Linked DNA regions of Mus musculus: all the other regions are linked to region 1. Evidence: chromatin contacts called from public Hi-C and promoter capture Hi-C data. All regions are on one chromosome and are shown on one strand. Each heading gives the region's core, a stretch centred on a gene start, on an enhancer-like site or on the middle of the called end of the contact. The rest is flanking DNA. Distances are from core to core; before and after follow the strand shown.

What was found. Promoter capture Hi-C pulls out the DNA fragments that hold promoters and counts their contacts. A called contact is a pair of places that touch in the nucleus more often than the background predicts.
Region 2: a contact with region 1 is called in a promoter capture Hi-C map of neural stem cells. The contact joins the enhancer-like site here to the promoter of Ankrd12 in region 1. A contact is called at or near these places in 4 of 39 promoter capture datasets (the C10 cell line, embryonic stem cells and neural stem cells), 2 of 484 Hi-C or Micro-C datasets (both in embryonic stem cells), 3 of 115 datasets of contacts at active chromatin or transcription factors (all in embryonic stem cells) and 2 of 9 other capture datasets (embryonic stem cells and embryonic tail).
Region 3: a contact with region 1 is called in a promoter capture Hi-C map of pre-B cells. The contact joins the enhancer-like site here to the promoter of Ankrd12 in region 1. A contact is called at or near these places in 6 of 39 promoter capture datasets (the C10 cell line, the HPC-7 cell line, cranial neural crest and 2 more), 1 of 484 Hi-C or Micro-C datasets (hematopoietic stem and progenitor cells) and 1 of 115 datasets of contacts at active chromatin or transcription factors (bone marrow-derived macrophages).
Region 4: a Hi-C map of hematopoietic stem and progenitor cells shows a contact between it and region 1, with 2.1 times the contacts expected there. The contact joins the enhancer-like site here to the promoter of Ankrd12 in region 1. A contact is called at or near these places in 8 of 39 promoter capture datasets (the C10 cell line, the HPC-7 cell line, cranial neural crest and 4 more) and 3 of 484 Hi-C or Micro-C datasets (the N1E-115 cell line, double positive thymocytes and hematopoietic stem and progenitor cells).

The regions. Positions count from the first base shown.
Region 1 is chr17:66,075,212-66,079,761 of GRCm38.p6, forward strand. Ankrd12 (ankyrin repeat domain 12) reads right to left here and starts at 1,835. Exons shown (of 13, transcript NM_001025572.1): 1 at 1,673-1,835. It overlaps Ndufv2 (NADH:ubiquinone oxidoreductase core subunit V2), which reads right to left. Exons shown (of 8, transcript NM_028388.3): 8 at 3,584-4,376. The coding sequence ends at 4,283.
Region 2 is chr17:66,477,140-66,481,689 of GRCm38.p6, forward strand. No RefSeq gene overlaps it. Among named protein-coding and RNA genes, the nearest start is that of Gm41608, 27 kb to the right of the region's middle. RefSeq lists an enhancer at 1,257-4,550. Within about 2 kb of position 2,367, at least 124 of the 459 cell types and tissues checked have an H3K27ac peak or open chromatin away from gene starts, as enhancers often do. A contact at or near this core is called in embryonic stem cells, embryonic tail and neural stem cells, where this site is marked.
Region 3 is chr17:65,699,785-65,704,334 of GRCm38.p6, forward strand. The region is part of intron 3 of Rab31 (RAB31, member RAS oncogene family); the gene reads right to left. Among named protein-coding and RNA genes, the nearest start is that of Gm35477, 60 kb to the left of the region's middle. Within about 2 kb of position 2,462, at least 155 of the 459 cell types and tissues checked have an H3K27ac peak or open chromatin away from gene starts, as enhancers often do.
Region 4 is chr17:65,722,650-65,727,199 of GRCm38.p6, forward strand. All of the region lies in intron 1 of Rab31 (RAB31, member RAS oncogene family), which reads right to left. Among named protein-coding and RNA genes, the nearest start is that of Rab31, 48 kb to the right of the region's middle. Within about 2 kb of position 1,817, at least 152 of the 459 cell types and tissues checked have an H3K27ac peak or open chromatin away from gene starts, as enhancers often do. A contact at or near this core is called in the HPC-7 cell line, the N1E-115 cell line, double positive thymocytes and 4 more, where this site is marked.

The sequences.
Region 1 (4,550 bases), core at 585-3,084:
ACCCCTGGTTTCATTTCCAGAGAACTTTGCCAGTCTCTAAAACAGAACACATACGTTGAACAACTAGGTTTGTCCTGGGCCAAGCTGTCTTGGAGAGTGTTAGAAATTCGATTAGTACTTCTATCGACTATAACAGATTCTTAAGTAGTAAATAAAGCCTTTCTCTCTGCATCTATAAACCCAGGGAGAAGCATTACATACTTTTATACGTTTTTTGCTTTTAATCCAAATGAAAGCGCTCTCAGGAGGTTAACTGAAGGAGGTCAAGATGGCTCAGCGCATAAAGGTTCGAACCACCAAGCCTAAGAGCCTGCCTGGAGCCCACACAGGGAAAGGTGAGAACCCCAACTCCTAGGAAGTTGTCATCTGCCCTCCACATTCACCATGTAAACAAAATATATTAAAATATTAAATGTCAAACTGAAACGTTTTAAAGGGAACTACAACAATGTCTTCATTGTCACATTGGTGATTCTAATTTTTGCTTTTAAACCATTTGGCATCAAGAGAGCACATTTTGGCAGTTCTGAGTTAATCTCCAGGAAAGCCTTTGTGTAACGCTTTAAGAAAATGAAAAAAAGATCAGTAAGCAAGATTTTTAAAGGCCTACTTGGGCATATGTTTTTAATGAACAGATGACTTACTGGGATAGTTCATCTTTCTTTATAATTGACTCAGGCCATTTTAAAATAAGAAGAAACACATGGCTGAGAATGCAGGTTCGTCTCAACCACAGAATTAACGATAATCCCTGAGCGTCACTGATCGCCGGATTTGCAACATACTTCGCCCCAGTTCAAGGGGTGTCCAGCGGAAATTACAGTCCCTACAACCACACTGCTTCAAATGTTTCCGACGTACTCAACTAGTGCAATACTGTTCATTTCCATCCTCAACTATTCTCGCTGTAATTATTAAAACAGCTGTCAGCTGGGCTTCGGTGACCTCTTTGTACAGCGTTTTTATTCAACGCCGTGGATCCTGAAGGATGCGTCATCTCCATCTTACTCTCCAAAAACCAGATCTAAGATTCCAATACGCTCTAAGGGTCTCTGAACATCATTCCAATCGGAACTGGCACAAACTAGACCTGATCGCTCAACGCGGCAAGGGCAGGTCGCACTGGCATTTAGGACAGAACTGGCTCCGGCGAGCCGCAGCTCTTTCGCTTTCACGCACCTCTCCCGGGACCATCGCGCCTCCTACGCCCCGGCCCGCACCGAGTCTCCGACAACCGCGCACGCAGCGCCGCTGGCACCGGGAGCGCGCGGCGGCACGGCGCGCCCCCGCGATGCCGTCCGTCCCGGTGCGCTGGCGGCGCCCTCCCGGCCGCGCCATGTTCCGGTAAGCGGCGGCCAAGGCGCTCGCGCTAGCCGCCGCCCGAGCGTCGCCCAGCGGCGGCCCCACCTGCGCCGCGACCCGTCAGGATGCCGGGCGGGGCGGCCACCAACGGCCTGTCACGGTCCGGCCGGCCGCGCCGCGGGCTGGGCTGGGCCGAGTGGCGCGTAGCACACGGCTGGGCGCGGCTGGCAGAGGCGCAACCCCCCTACCTGGCTCCGGGGAGGAGACGGGGCACCGGGCTGAGGGTCTCCTCCCTGGTACCCGGGACAGACTCGAAACCGCGCCCTCCTTCCTCCCCTCTGGTCGCCACGCCCCCCTGGCCCGCACAGACCCGAGGCTCAGCGGGCGCAGAAGGGTTCACCCCCTGAACGAGGACCTCCGGGTGGCCGCCGCTGCCGGTGTCTCCGTCGCCGCTGCAACAGCCCCTGATGCCGCCGGGGCCAGGCTTAAAAACATCTCCGGTCTTGGTCGGTCTCTCACCACAGCCTCCTTGCTCCTGGACAGCGTTCTCCGCGATTGGCTGCGGCGCGAGCACGTGACCCGGGCGGACACGTGACTCCTGCAGGCACGGGACGGGCGGCGTGACCGCCGTGCCCCGCCCCCGACGCGCCCGTCCCTGGGCTCCCCGGAGGAGCGGAGCGCGCGGCGGCGGGTGGCGTTCTTGGGGAGCGAAGCGGAGCGGGTGGAGGGGGCCGGAAGTCCTGGAGCCGCGTGGGAGTCGGAGCAGCCCTCGAGCCGTCGGCCGGGGAGCTCCTCACGCGCAGTCACCACCACCGGAGATGTGCAAAAGGCGGCATGGGTGCTGGCGCCCGGCGGAGGAAACGCACATATTTTTGCAGGGTTTGAGTTGGGACGGCAAAACCAGCCGGAAACCGGGAGGGTTTTGTTAGCGGTGGTCGTGCGGGCGGGAGGGCACCGCAGCACTGTGGGGCAGGTCCGGGTTGCGTGACTGAGCCGCTTCGTGCGGCGCGGGCCGAGGGATGTCCCAGCCAGACGCACTCTGTTCCCAAAGCACGGCTCTAAGCACTGCTTGCAAAGAACGCATCGGTAAGCTCAGTTCTAGCCATGCGATCCTGTGACCTTTCTGAGCAGAAATTTCACCAAATTTGTTCCTGTGGTACTAAGTCTCATAGGGCGTGTGAGGAAATTTTACCATCGCAGCAGCTTGTCCTCAGACTTCCTTCTGAATACTTTAATCTACAGCGGTTAGCCTGCAACCGTTGTGCTTTAACCACCCTAAGAAGTTACATACTCCACAGGAAACCATCTTCTCCCTCTTCGTTAACTGTGGCCTCCTTCAGTATCCGTTAGTATCTTAATGATTTTAAGACAGTCCTATCAATAATAAGCTGTAAATTCTGATGTGAGTTTTGGGCTTGACAGGGACATAAACCTTCATTAAAAAAAAAAATCAGGATAGATTGTCTTCCATTGTTCTCAGCTATAAAAAACTTTCAGTATGAACAGTCTTCTAGAGAAATCTGTGTATGTGTGAACTGGGGACTGAAGCTCTGCCCTTGCTCATGCCAACCAAGTACCCAACAGTGGTGTATAGTGAGAGCTATATTTCTGGTGAAAACTTAACTTTAAAGACCTACCTTAGACCCTAAATCATAAGCACTCACAACCAGTTAGTCTTTTTATATAGGCAGAGCTGGAGAGATGGCTCTGGGGTTAAAAGCACTGTTTGAAGACCTAGATTCAGTTGTTCCCAACACCCACAAGACCACTCAAAACCTTATGTAACTTCAGTTCCTGGGTGTCCACTGCTCTCTTCTGGATTTGGTGCACACCACGAGCACAGGCAAAACACTAATCCACATAATATAAATCAAATCTAGCTTAAAAAAAAAAAAAGACAGTCTCATTAATTAGTTCTGTCTGGTGTGGACTTCCATACATAGAACCGGCTGACTTCAAACTCTCAAGAGATCACCTGCCTCTGCCTCCTGAGTGCCTACCTCTATAATGAGGTCCCTGTAGGGTCACTGACTTTGATAAATCCTGAAGCAATCTGATTATTCCAGGAATGAAAACTATTTCTATTCTGCATTTTCAGAAGCACGGCACTATTACCTCCTTTCTTGAGTTGAAGGTAATGTTTTATTCATACAAACACATTGTCCAGCCTACCAACTCCACCAGTTAGTTCTTAGGTGCTTCCAGTGTTAAAAATATAGCCAAAGATGGCCAAACCATGCCTCAAACGACAAAAACAAAAACATAGCTAAAGTTCAAGTATGGTGGGTTTGAATATCTTTACTAAATCTCTGAGTTCTAGTCCAGTCTGATCTACAAAGTGAGATCCTGTATCAAAATAAATAAATATAGCTAAAGAAATATCAAATTATTTTAACTTTTCTTTTTATAAATAATGCTTTTACCACAATCCCAGAACTTGAGAGGCAGAAGCAAAACTACCCAAAGTTGAAGGCCAGCCTGGTAAACATACAAGCAGGGCTACAGAATGAGATAGCAAACATAAATGGAATACTTTGAGAAAATTCTCTTACCGGTAGTACTGATAGGGAGGTCTTACCAGTCAGAAACTTCAGTAACAACTATATGCTCTTAAATGTTAAAACGCTTAAAGGGAACATTGACATAAAGCTTATAAAAAATTTAACAATTTGGCTGTGTCTAAAGATACAAAGGAAAAATGTATTTTAAGTTTTGCAAAACTTTTACTTCACTGATAAAAATGACATGGCTCTATGAATGGGCAACACTAAAATAATTCTTAACTTGATTCTGTTATAATGATAGGTCTTCACAGGTAGACCGAGATAGTGGTCCTGTTGTTTTGACATAATATTTAGCAGCTGCAAGTTACTAGATTACTGCCAGGATGTACAGGTGGGAATAAGCAAACCGAATAAAGCTTATGTAGGGAAGTTCATATTTTATTTGTCCAGTGACATTTTTTACAGTTGAATACAAGTTAAAGGCCTGCTTGCACACCAAAGCCAGGTCCTTTGGGTGGTTCAGTCAAAGAAGTAAGGCCTCCAGCTGGCTCACAACAGAAGCGGCCACTCCTGAAAAGAAAAGCAAGTAATGATTATTAGTGATTAGCATATGTAAATTTTTACTGTAAAAAACTGGCCACCTTTAATCCCAGCCAGCACTCCAGAGGCAAAGGCAGGCAGAGCGTTTTTAAGTTGCTAACCTGGTCTATATAGTGAGTTCCACACTAGCCAGGGCTATCGTAA
Region 2 (4,550 bases), core at 1,117-3,616, 400 kb after region 1:
TTAGGATTTTCACACAATAGAGGTCACTTTTGAAAAAAATTGTATTGTGTGTTTTGCCTACATATATGTCCGCTTACCACATGTTACCTGGTGCCTTCGGAGGCCAGACAAGTGCTAGGATCCGTAGGTTGAGAATTACAGATGGGTGTGATCCACTGTGTGGGCACTGAACCTGGTTCCTCTGGAAAACCCAGCTAGTGCTCTTAACCACTGAGCCATCTTTCCAGCCCAGAGGTCCCTTTTGTTTGTTTGCTTGAGACAGGGTGTCAGGCATATCAGACTGGCTTTGAACATGGTGTATAGCAGGGGCATGGCCTTGTACTTCTAATTCTTCTGCTTTATTCTGGCGTGGCACTGTTCCCCATTTCCAGCTTGTAGCTGTTTTGGGTTAATTTCCTACTGCTGTGACAAAACACCATGACCAGAAGAAAGAATAAAAAAAGCTGTGTGGTGGTAGCACATGCCTTTAATGCCAACAGGAGGTGTGTGTGTGTGTGTGTGTGTGTGTGTGTGTGTGTCTGTCTGTCTGTCTGTCTGTCTGTCTGTCTGTCTGAGTTTGAGACCAGCCTGGTCTCATACATGTCCTGAATCAAGTCCCAAGACAGGCAGTGCTACACAGAGAAACTCTACCCTGAAAAAAAACCCAGAGTTAGCCGGGCGTGGTGGCGCACACCTTTAATCCCAGCACTCGGGAGGCAGAGGCAGGCGGATTTCTGAGTTTGAGGCCAGCCTGGTCTACACAGTGAGTTCCAGGATAGCCAGGGCTATACAGAGAAACCCTGTCTCTAAGAAAACAAAAACAAAAACAAAAACACAGAGTTGCCTTTCTTGCAGAAGCAATGCTCCAGAGTCCTGTTCACACCATGGGATGCTTGGTGGCCATTTCAAGGTGAAATGGCTTACCTCCTGAATTTGGAATTTTTTTTCAAATTTCCTTTCCCATTTTATAAAGAGAAAATAGCTACTTACAGGAGGAAAATGAAGGGTTAAAATATTTTATAATGAAGTATTTTCTCAATCAAATAAAATGGGGTCAACTACCAACTTGAATGTTTCACATCTTATCTTACGTTGCTTGAGAGACTTGTACCACTCCCATTTCTCATTTATAAGTGCAAAAACCTCACTCTTTTCTCCACATTATTCAAGCTGAGAAGTCTATCACTACTAGCACTTGCCACATTTACAAACGTAAACCACCCAAAGATGAAGATCAATTTAGCTGATGAAAACTTAGAGCAGGATACTTTGGCTCACACAGAACCAGTGTGTGCACGGTAATCTTTTTCCTACGGTGGATTACAGAGGCCACATGTCATCATCTATCTGCAGACTAGAAATAGACTGTTTCATTGCATTCTACCCAGAGAGCGGGTGTCGCTGGCAGGCCCTCAAAGTAGCTAAGAGTGAGTCTAGCTCTTGCAGAAGACCTAAGGGAGGACCCTAGCCCATCACATGAGGTGACTCCCAATCACTTATGACTCCAGTGTCAGGACATCTGCCACCCTCCGGTCTGCACAGGCACCTTCATGAAATGGTACACATAAAATTCACACAGATGCATGCACATACACGTTAGTAAAAATACATAAATCTTTTAAAACATGACTGTGTTTAAAAAAAAAAATCGTGTGATACATACATGCCCATGCACAATTATTGTTTGTCAATTAAAAGAAGAGACGGGTATGGTGGTATGCGTGTATGCCTGTCTGTTTGAGTATGTCTGTGTATGTGAGTACAGGTGCCAATCAGAGGCCAGAAGGGTCAGATCCTTTGGAGATGGAGTTATATCGGTGGTTGTGAGCTGCCTGACATGGGTGCTGGGGACTGAGTCAGGCTCTCTGTAGGGCAATCGCTTCCCTTAACCGCCGTGCCCTTTCCAGCCTCTAGTGATTATCAATGAAAGCCCTTTGGAGACCAGCAGGCTCTGGAAAAAGCTTTCCCTGATATCCCTTAACCTGCCTCAATATTGGACCATCAAAAAAGGAAAACCATTGCATTCGTCTCCTTTCTGAGGCTTGGCGGAACTGACGCCCAGCCGGCTCTGTTCCAAGCTGTCCTCTGGACTCATTCTCTCCTCCTCCGTATCGCTTGTACCCCCCTGTCCCCTCTAAAACAGTGTATAGAGACCTCAGGCCTCAGCGCTCCTGGTACCACCGACCTCCTTCCCTCACAAAGACAAGAGGGCAGGGAAGCGTGGATCAGCTCTCCAAACCACACTCCTAGAGGACAGGTGACAGAGGGAGAGCATGACAGACAGTGGAGAAAGGAGGAAAGCAAGACTAGCGTGCCTCAGCCCACGCATGCTCCGAGGAGCTGTGCTCGCCCGCTTAGGCAGCCTCAGCGCACGCATGCTCCGAGGAGCTGTACGAACCCACCAGGCTGCATGTAGGTTGTGGGCCAAGACTGTATGAGAGTCTCTGAAGGGAGTTTCCATTCTGCTGGTTAGAAGCCATGGATCCTAGATAAGTCACTTTCCCTCTATCTTGGAGTCCCTGGTTCAGACATCAGGTGACCAAAATCCGCTTGTTTCGCAAGCTCCTTTGAGAATAAATTCATCCAAAACGGGGAGTTGTGACAGAAGCCTGTAAATTCAGCACTTGGAAGCGGGGGTGGGGGGTTAGGAGGGTGGGGGAAGATAGGCCGTTCAAGGTCATCCTTAACCAAGAAGTGGGGGAAGAAACAGAAAGGAAGACAGAATAGGCAGCTATTGATATGGAAATCCAGTACGGCACACAGCACCCTTTGCCACAGCCTCCACCTCCGACCCTGCGCTTTGCATACAGCTGGAGCCTTCCCTCTGAAGTCACTGAGCCTACGGGTGTCTAGAGGGACAAAGAAAGGCGCGGCTGTTGCGGGAGCTGTAGAATAAAGGTTTAGCCCGGACCCCTATTGTCCTGCCTTCTTACTCTTGTTTTCACATTTCAATTAGCAAAGCTGAACTGGGAGGCCAACTCTTTGTTTTCGTCGTAGCCTAACTCAAATTCAACGCTAACCTGAAGAATCTGTGGTACGGCGATAAAAATAAAGTGGTCAAATCGGAGGTTGTCAGTCACAAACCAAAAGGGCCTACGCAAAGTCATAATCCTAAGGAGGGCATTTTAGGATGACTTTCAAAACAAAGTTAGCCTCTTTTTTGGGAGGGGGTTGTGTGTGTGTCTGGGCGGGTTCTTCTCGGCTTAAACAGGCTCCTCCTGGGCAGAAGTTACTGTGGCTTGGAGAGCCCAGTATTGCCTATCTGATGGGTCCCAGGGCCTCCCCGCCCTGGTTCAACGTGATCCGATTAGCTGGCAGTCTCCGGAGGTCAGGAGCCCAGCTGCAAGTGCAAATTGGTCTTGGGAAAGGGTGTGGCTTCCAGTCTCTGCTAGTCTCCCCCACATCAGCAGGGCTGCTTTCCTTGGTAAAATTCAGGAGGACTGGAGGAGGAGAGAATTTTTATCGAGTCCTTAGCATTGAGGCGACCCTGTGCACTGGTACAGGCTGACCTCCCCTCATCAGCGCAGATGGCCTGCAGCCAGTGTGACCAGCCCCCAGCCTCCCGTTCCCTCATAGATTGCTCAGTGCCACTGATCCACCCGCGACTGTCGCTGTTTATGATTTAATTTATACTAATAGGTTAAAGCGTAGCTGTGACATTTGTCATTTTGTATGGGAGCAACATGCTTCTGTAAGGCAATTAACGCTAAATGCTCACTACAGTACGGTAGTGACGCTTGTCTGTGTGAATTGTTATTGAAGTACGCCAAGGCAGATTTCCCAAACAGTAAGCGTACACTGCCGATTTAAATTGATCCTTGTACCCACAAAGTCACATTACTGCACACGGAATTTCCTTTCTTGCTTGCTTCCCTCCTTGGCAGACACAATTGATCACCAGTCACCATCCATTCAGACACTCATTTACACCTTCAGGACACACCTGCCATCAGGCCCATCCCCAAGTGTCTTAGGAGTAATTACATCACACACCAACCGCCAGGCTGAGAGGCAGGGGAATCTCATGAATGTGAACAGAATGTGTTTATAAAAAGATAAAGGGGGGGGGGGCAGTATGTTTTATGGAGGTGTAGTCAGGTATGGGGAAAGGAGGTGCCTTGGCGGCCCATGCTGAGGCATCCCTTCCCCCTGAGGGACCAGCACATGACGGGATAGTATAGAATAGAGTTTATTAAGGACATGGGGAAGGGAGTTAAGAGGGTAGTAGAGGCAGCAAAAGGAAGAGGAGAGGAGAGGGAAAGGTGGGGGGAGAAGTAGAGGCCGGCCATAAGCAATGAGTACATGGAGACATGGGGATGGAGGGGGGGCAGGGAATGGGGAGAAAGAAGGCAAGAAAGCAACAGAGTGAGGAGGGGCCAAGTGGCCCCTTTTATAGTGAGTCAGGCATACTTAGCGATTGCTAGGTAACTGTGGGGCGGAGCTTAGACTGAATGCTAACAGTCTACACTTCTGTTTTTTGTTTGTTTGTTTGTTTTCGAGACAGGGTTTCTCTGTATAGCCCTGGCTGTCCTGGAACTCACTTTGTAGACCAGGCTGGCCTCGAACTCAGA
Region 3 (4,550 bases), core at 1,212-3,711, 370 kb before region 1:
ATGGTCACAAACAAGTCTCTCTTTGAAGGAAAACCACCCTGGAGTTCGGTAGCTTTTAAGAAATGGGGTGAGGGAGAGTCTGTCACACTCTTCTGCCCACAAACACCATACCGGGTCTCACAGCACAAGACACCACGAAGGCCTCTTCACACTCAGAGACTTCCCCGTGGTCTGCCCTGACTGCTACGCTCAGAGGAGTCACCTTCAGCCCATCCTTGGCTATGCTCTCCTCCTGCATCACGACCAGTCAGGGTTTTGGTTCATGAGAGAAGAAAGAAATGACTGTAAACACCAGGCTTTGCTAAAGGTAGAGGGTGAACACAAAGCTGCCTTTCGGCCAACCAGGTGAGTTTCCCCCCAACTCTTTGTTTTCAAAACAGCCTCTGCTAAAGCATGAGCACCTACCCTGCTTCCCAGAAGTCAGACACATGGCAGAGATTTCCCTTCGGGCTCTGACGCCAAAGCTGCCTCTTGAAGAACCAATAGCATGTGGGTCTCATGAATTATTGAAAACCCTCAGCCTGCAATGCATTATGCTTGCTTCCATTCCCCACAAAGGAATCACTCTGAAATAAATCTGTTGGTGAAGCCACTTAAAGGACTTTATTGCTGGAGACGTAGGGGTTTTAATAAATTAAAAGTTAATGTCTCAGTTCTGAAACTCAATAATGCATTGACCAAAGGGTAACATTTGTGAAGGACAAAGAGATAAATCATTTCTAGCTTACAATATATATCCGTTTATTCCACACAGCGAGAACAGAAGTGCACACACTCAGCCACAGACTGGTGTACATGATACAATTTACCTTCCAAGAGGTCAAAATTAATATCGACAGGAAGATCACAGAAGATTCTTCCAGAATAAAGGTCACAATTACAGGTCGTTAGTAAAAGCTTTCTCTCTCTCTCTCTCTCTCTCTCTCTCTCTCTCTCTCTCTCTTTCTTTTTGGTTTTTCAGGGTTTCTCTGCATAGCCCTGGCTGTCCTGGAACTCACTTTGTAGACCAGGCTGGCCTCTAACTCAGAAATCCGCCATAAAGGCGTGCACCTCCACCGCCCGGCTGTAAAAGCTTTCTTATTAAAACCTCCTTTGAAAGGCTATTTAGAAATCAACACTTCAGATACCAATTCCAATCCTTCACAGACTACTCAAAAATATATATACTTTAAATTTCAGTATTGAGATAGTGCCCAGGTACCATTTAAGAGCAGCACAGAAAATTCTGGAAAGCCAATCTTCAAAGAGATGGTTATCTATGTTCTTTGGACATGTGACTAGTTTTGGGTTTTTTTGTTTGTTTGTTTGTGTTCTTTATTTTATTTATATGAGTACACTGTAGCTGTCTTCAGACACGTCAGAAGAGGGCATTACGGATAGTTGTGAGCCACCATGTGGGTGCTGGGAATTAAAGTGGGGACCTTTGGAAGAACAGTAGGTGCTCTTAACTGAACCATCTCTCCAGCCCCTAGTTTTGTTTTGTTTTTTAAGATTTCATTTTTATTTTTAGTGTGTGTGTGTATGTGTGTGTGTGTGTCTATGTCCAAATCCCCTTGGATCTGGACCTACAGAGGTGGTGGTGAGCTGCCCAACATGGGTGCTGGGAACCAAATTCCGGTCCTCTGGAAGAGCAACGTCCACTTTTAACAACTTCCCAGCTGTCTCCCCAGCCTTAACTACTTGGCGTTTTAAGGTTGTCTACATCGTAAGAAAGGAATGCCCTTCAGCATGCTGGGCTACTCAGCTTTGGCGGGTGAATGTTGCAGCGGTCAGCTTCTTGTCACGCTAACAAAGTATCTGAGGTAATAAACTGAGAGAAAGGAGCTATTTTATCTGAGAGTTAGGGGTTCTAGCCTAGGATCAATTGCTCAGATTTAGCGTGTAGTTAAGGTCACAGAACAAGAGAAAGAAGTTGCCAGGATTCCACATTCCATATGGGCATTTTTGAGTGCCTATTGACTGTTCTCTCTCTCTCTCTCTCTCTCTCTCTCTCTTTCTCACACACACACACACACACACGCATACACGCACACACACACCCCTCTCTCTCCTCCCTTCATCCTCCCTCTTTTCCATCCCCCTGCTTCCTTCCTCCCTCCCTCTTTCCCCCTTTCTCGAATACAGTGAAAGTATTATGCCAGGAAATTCTCCAAACAAGCTTCTTTAATCACATGCGATGACTTCATAAATTTCACAGTAGCAAAACTGCAGGTCAGGAATGAGCCGTAGAGGAAAAGACATGAAGTTTCCAAACAAATATGTCTCCAGCTGGGCTCTGCTCCCCAGATGAAGAGTTAGCCCTGCCAGACATTCTGGCTTCAGGTTCCGGATCTTGGAGACGGATCTTGGAAGACGGATCCTGCAGAGTGAGTTTTCAGAGAATGATCTATCCCTGGAGAGTCAGAGGCAGCCGGGGACAAAGCTAGTCTGTGGCCAGTTTGCAGATAGGCCTCAGGTGCCAGCTCCCAATTAGAAGCTCCAGCCCTGCCCAGGAATGCAGAGCAGCCACAGTCAAGGCCAGGGAGAGTCAAGGGCAGAAGCCAAAAGGCCCCAAAGCCCCGGAGAACTGTAACAAAGGCGAGTGATGGAAGAAAATTCTTGCCATTCCCAGCGTGCTCAGCTGGCAGAAGCTGAATGGAAAAACAGTAATGAAGGATCGCTCTGTCCCAGTTTCACACAGACCTTCTCTCTTCCCTGAAAAGAGAGCCTAGTTAATATGCCTGCCCCAACATCCTGACACCTGACAGAATGGAGGGGGAACAGAGAGAGTGCCTGGAGACAATGGAGGGAACTGTTCACAATGGTTAGCACCAAAGAAGGGCACCGTCATCCCAAGGACTGGTGGTTTTAATATTTCTGAGTTAATAGAAACTGGTTTTTTTTTTAAATGATACATAACCTATGCAATAACAAGAAACGTCTTTCTTAATAGTTTCCTTTTTAATAAATATGTCATTAAATCCAAAAGTGCTTCTTCAGATGTGGGGGCTCTAATCCTAGCATTCAGGAGGCAGAGGCAGGCAGATCTCTGAGAGTGTGAGGCTAGCCTTGTCTACATAGTGGGTTGCAGGATAGCATGTCTACCTGTACCAAAGAGTGCACCAAAGACCTCGGAAGACGGTGTCGATTCCCTGGAACTGGAGTTATAAACAATGGTGAGCTGCCAAAGAGGTGCTGGGAGCCAAACCCAGATCCTCTGGAAGAGCAGCCAGTGCTCTAATCTGCTGAGCCGTCTATAGTGCCAAGACGAGTGTTTTTATAAGACAGTGTAGGTGGTATCGCTCAGTGGTAGAGTGCTTGTTCTTAGCAGCCTCAGGGGGCCCCAGGTTCAGTTCTCAGATATAATAATAATGATGATGATGATAATCATAATAAATAACGAGGAGGAAGAAGAGAAGGAGAAGGAAGATGAAGAAGAGAAGGAGGAGGAGAAGGAGAAGAAGGTACAAAGAACTAGAATCTTCCATGAGCTGGGATATCATACACGGATAAACATGTGTTCTGTTGAAGGGGTGCATGCTTCGTAAGGTCATGAGCCTCAATTTAGCCTAGGAATTTCCTAAAAGTCCAAAATGATACCTCGTGATAATAGTTGCCTCAAACCCGTTTTTGCTAAAAAGGCTGATTCCACACTTGAGCCCACAAGGACTGGGTGAAAGGCCTGACACTCTGCCTTTGTTTTGTATCTGCCTCCTTTACTTTGGGTCAAACTCACACTTGACTCGGTAGTGTTGAAGCAAAACAAAAACCAGGGCTCTCATCTTAAAGGGAATGAGAGTTTCTTCTGCAGCCAGGTTGAGTGACCACAGGCTGAGGACCACAGATTTCGATCACTCCAAATCCCACTTGCAATTTGGAAGCAGTTTTGTTTAGTTTTTTTTTTTTTTTTAATAATTTTACAGAACAAAGTCATAAATCAAGACAAGTTTAAAATATGTTGGCGGGTACATCAGAGAGTCAGGCAAGAGATAAGAGAAGCTTCTATCTATAGACCCAAGACATTATATGAGCTTTGGGGCTGGCAGAAGCTAGTTGTCTGTTAAGTGGCTAGGTTCCAAGAGGTTATTAGTCACAGGGTGTTTGCTCTGACACAGAGTTGGTCAGGGAATAGCTATTCTGAGGTTTGAACTAGTCGAAAATAAGGCAAGCAGTGTCTGGACTTGCTACATTCCAACCTCCCCATAGAACAGCTGGAACCCTCATCAGGCCATCAGTCTCGGCAGACACAGCATCTTTTCAGGAGGATTTGTTCACAGGAGACATCAGGCATCCTCATCACTAAGGACTAGATAGTCTTGATGACCTGACCGGGACACCACATCCATCTTCAAGGCTAACAGCGCCAAGACAACACTGTTCTGACCTTGCAGTAGCCTTGGTTCCGACAAGAGTCAAGCACAGCAGGCCAGATCAGGCCCAAACAGGACGACTGCTCAGGGCTTGCTGTTGTGCTCTGTAGTTCAGGTCACCTTGGAGAGACCAGGTAGAGAGAGCTCTTCAAAGACGGTGGTAAATACTCCTAAGCGTCCTGCAGGACTGGAGCTGAGCCA
Region 4 (4,550 bases), core at 567-3,066, 350 kb before region 1:
ATCCATGCCTGAGACTCACAAATCAGCATAAGGCACACGGAGGAAGAAAGAAACAATGTAAGCCTAGGCAGAAATAGCTGGAGCCCCCTCTGGGCAGGTGGGTGGGGAACCCACAGGCAGAGATACCCAATTAAATTGCATTGTGTGCTCAAGCTAAAAACCCCAGAGCTTTTGGCCAACGATGGACTGACCCTTTGAAACTATGAGACAAAATAAACCACTCCTGCTTTGTCCCAGGGAGGTTTCCATAGAAACAAAAAGCTGAGTGACCCAGATACTTAAGAGTTGTGTATGGTTCTCCTATGTGACTTTATTTATTTATCTATTTATTATGAGAGTATCCCTAGCGCAAGCTAGCCTCAAGCTTCCTATGGATTAGGATAATCTCGAACTGATCATACCTCCACATCTCAAGTGCCAGGACTGCAGTGATGTACCACCAAGCCTGGCTTACATATCACTAGGGATCAAACCCAGAGAGAGAGCTTCATGCACTTCACCCACTCTACTACCAACTGAGTTACATTCCCAACCCCTAAAGGTGTGATTAAAAACAAAAACAAAAAAACAAAAACAAAGTTTTAGGCTGACAAGATGGCTCAGTAGTTAAGAATGCTTGCTGCTCTTGCAGAAGACCCAGGTTCAGTTCCAAGCACCACAACGCAACAGCCCACAAACATCTGTGATCCCAGTTCCACTGGACATCTGGGACTTAATATCCTCTTCTGGTCTCTACAGGCAATTGCGTAAACATGATGCACGGAAAATACATTTGGACAAAATATCCATACAATTTTTTTTTGAAAGATTCTAATCAAGTGGCTGAGAAACTGGCTTAGAAAACGGGTACATGAAGAATGATGGATGAACTGAGTTCAATCCCCAGGACACTCTTGATAGAAGAGAACTCCCCCAAGTTGCCCTCTGACAGATGATCATCTTGCTTCTCTAGCTCACCAAAAAAGCTGGCGTTTCACTTGAGCCATCTGCAGAAGGCAAGGACTGGAGTTAATAATCGTAAAACAGCTTAGCGCTTTCACCATGAAGGGTATTTCAAGGGCTGGCCTTCAGGCCGGCTCTGCTCAGCTGATCTGTGGAATGGACTTAGGGTGGAGCTCTCCGCCACGCCCCCATGCATGCGCCCCAGGTGAGCATGTCAATTGAGAGGATGTAACATCTGTCATGGCTGGTGCATGGCAGGGGCGGAGCCACCACAACACCCTGAGAGCCCGGCAGAGAGTCCAAAGAATAAAGAAGTACAAGGAAGTACATAGTTCTCCAGCCAAGAGAACTAAGGGCAGCTCTCTCCAAGCAGCACTTTTGGGGTAAAGAATAGGGATGATCCTGGGTGTGACCTAAAAACATGTGAGGGAGGAGAGCCAGGTGGAGCATCTGCTTCAGAGCCCTGCGTGCTGGGGTTGGACGTGGGTGGGCACCTCTGAGTGTTCAGACCCTCCCTACTGTGTCTGGGAACCCTGCAGGCCAGGAAAGGTAGCCTACCACCTCCCTCTAATGGAGTTTGCAAACCAGGGAGGTAGCTGATAACCGATACCGGTGGGGTCCAGCCTACGGTCAGTACAGAGAAAGCAGGGTTTCGGAGATGCTTATGGCTAGAGCGAGCGAAGAATGAAGAAACAGATGGAAGATGCCTGAGAAAGGACTCTTAAACCACGGACCATGATGTAAAGTAGAAGAACGGGGCGTGGGTCCAGCCAGGGTGAGGCTGCCACTCGGCCCGCCCAGCAACTTCTAGGACACAGTTGCTTCCTGGAGGAACCCTTGCAGCACAGGGCGTTTCCGGTGCCTTCCTGGGCAGGGCAGAGCAGGGCAGAGCGGGGCAGAGCAGCTGTGTAGTTTCCATTCCCCTGAGGGTGGCATGGTTGAAGGAAGGGCTTAAAGCAGCTGAGGAGGGACAAATGAGCTGTCACTGGTGGGGGTGGTGAGGACCCGGGCCAGAAAAGTGCAGGCCAAAGGCAGTGGTGGCAGTGAATGGAGTCTTTAATTTTTTTTTAATTAATTAATTTTCTCTCCTTCTTCTCCTCCTCCTCCTCCTCCTCCTCCTCCTCCCCTCCTCCTCCTCCTCCTCCTCCTCCTCCTCCCCTCCTCCTCCCCTCTCTTCTCCTCCCCTTCCTCCCCTCCTCCCTCACATGTTTTTAGGTAACACCTGGGCTCGTCCAACTCCGTACCCTAAAACTATGAGCCAATTAGAAAATGCTCGTAGTTTGCTGGCCTTTAATTCCAGCACGGGGGAGGGGAGGCACGGGGAAGGGGCAGGGGGCACAGATACAAGCAGATCTCTGTGAGTTCAAGGTGAGATGCCAAATCTCTCAAGTTCAGACTTCATTTAGAGAACCTGACCTAAATTTGAACAAGTTGCTACTCCACAACAACAACAAAAAAATTAGCCTAGCTCTAGTCTCTAGGCTAATCCCCAACAAAACCAGCGTTTCCAGGCTATACCCTCAACAAGACCAGTGTCTCCAGGTTATTCCCCCAACAGACCTGCACCCCAGGTCACAAGCCCACACCTTGCCTAAAGACCACCAATGCAGAGGGGAGCAAAAGTTAAGGGTTTTTTTGGTTTGGTTTTTTTTTTGGTTTTGGTTTTTTGGTGTTTTGGAGACAAGGTTTCTCTCTGTAGCCCTGGCTGTCCTGGAACTCACTCTGTAGACCAGGCTGGCCTTGAACTCAGAAATTCACCTGCCTCTGCCTCCCAAGTGCTGGGATTAAAGACATGCGCCACCATGCCCGACCCCACAAGTTAAGTTTATGATATGACTCACAGCACCAGCCAATTATGTTAAAGGCCACGGTAGCTCTCCAATTAGATGCTTGCCTTGCCCTAATAGACGTTTCAGGCTTCCCCACCACCAAAACTGTCTTGCGTGACCTTGGGGTGGGGGTGGGGGGGCGAGCTAGCTCAAACAGAATAAAGACCCTGCTGTGAGTTGCCTCAGCTTGGCTCCTGTGTTCGCTGGCACAACAAAGGTTTGGTATACAATGCAATTCCTGGACAGCCAGGGCTGTTACAATGAGAAACCCTGCTTCAAAACGAGGACACAGAAACAAAACCATCAAACAAAAAGTAAAAAAAAAAAAAAAAAAAGAAAGAAAAAGAAAAAAAGAAAAAAAAGAAAGAAAGAAAAAGAAAGAAACAAGGAAAAGAAAAAGAAAAAATAAACAGAAAGAGAAAAAGAAAAGAAATGTCCACAGTTCTTCTGGCCTGAGACGCCTTCCTTGAACTCTCTGGCTGGGCTCTCAGGGTGGTGTCTCCACCCCTGCCACACACCAGTGATGAACAATGCTACTTCCTGTCCACTGTTACTCTCACCTGGGGAGGACACACTGAGGGAGGGGGGGACCTCTGCTCTACCTCATTCCCCCTAAATCAGCCCACCCTGCCTGAAGGCCAACCCCTGAAATACTCTTCCCAGTGAAAGTTACAATTATTGACTCCACTCTCTGCCTTTCTACAGATGACCCAGGAAAAAGACAGCATTTCTGGCGAGCTAAAGTAGCAAAGCTGGCTCAAATGTAGCTGGATGCCTGTCAAATCTACACTTGTCTTACATTCGCAGCTTGACCCAGTATGTACCTCTTATACATTTCATAGAAAATATATAACAAAATATATTAATTTTAAATTGGCCAGAAAATAGGATATTTGATCAAGAATGCGGCTAAGAAATCTGACTGGTGACAGGTCAGGCCTATGGGCTTCCAGAACTCAGCTTTGAGAAGCTGTAGTTCTGCCGATGACCACAAGGGGAAGAGCTGCTCACCTGCTGGCTGGAGAGCCTAGTGGGCCTTCCTTCCCCACCCCCACCCCCCACCCCTGCAGGCCAGGACCTGACTGGGATGGATCCACGCTAACTGGATCAAGACCGGAATTCATGGAGACAAGATCAGTGAGTCAGGATGATGACTCCCACGCAGTGAGTCCCACGCATGGCAGCAGAAGTAGAAACCAACTGGTTTTTGGTTTGGTTTGGTTTTTTTATTTTGTTTTGTTTTTTAATCCATTTCAAAAGACTGAGAATCCCCGCACTCACGACAGAGGCAGGAGGAACTCTGAGTTAGTCCAGCCAGCTCTACAGAGCGGGTTCCAGGATAGCCAGGGCTACACAGAGAACCCTGTCTCAGAAAACAAAAAGACAGAGAGCGGGGGCCCTGGCTGCTAATGGAAACTTGTCTATGAACAGTCCTTCCACTCTGTATTTTGAAACTACCACAGGCCATCTTGTCTAATCCTCTGATTTTACAAAAGCGGAAGCTGGTATGACTTCCTTAGGGTCACGCAGCTAGCTGGTTGGGAAAGTCAGAGGCACGTGTTCTGGGTCCCTGTCCAATCTTCTCCAAGGCTCCTAATTGGGTTAAATCCACCTCCCAGCCAAGCACAGATTTCTTTACAAGAAAAAAAAAAAAAAAAAGAAAGTTTAGTTTTCGGACCTCACCCCTTTCTGGTTTCACTTTGCCAGCTCCAGTTACTCAGCCATCATGAAGACAATGCTACTGTTTTGATGGTGATGAATAGAGAGACCCAGTCCCTA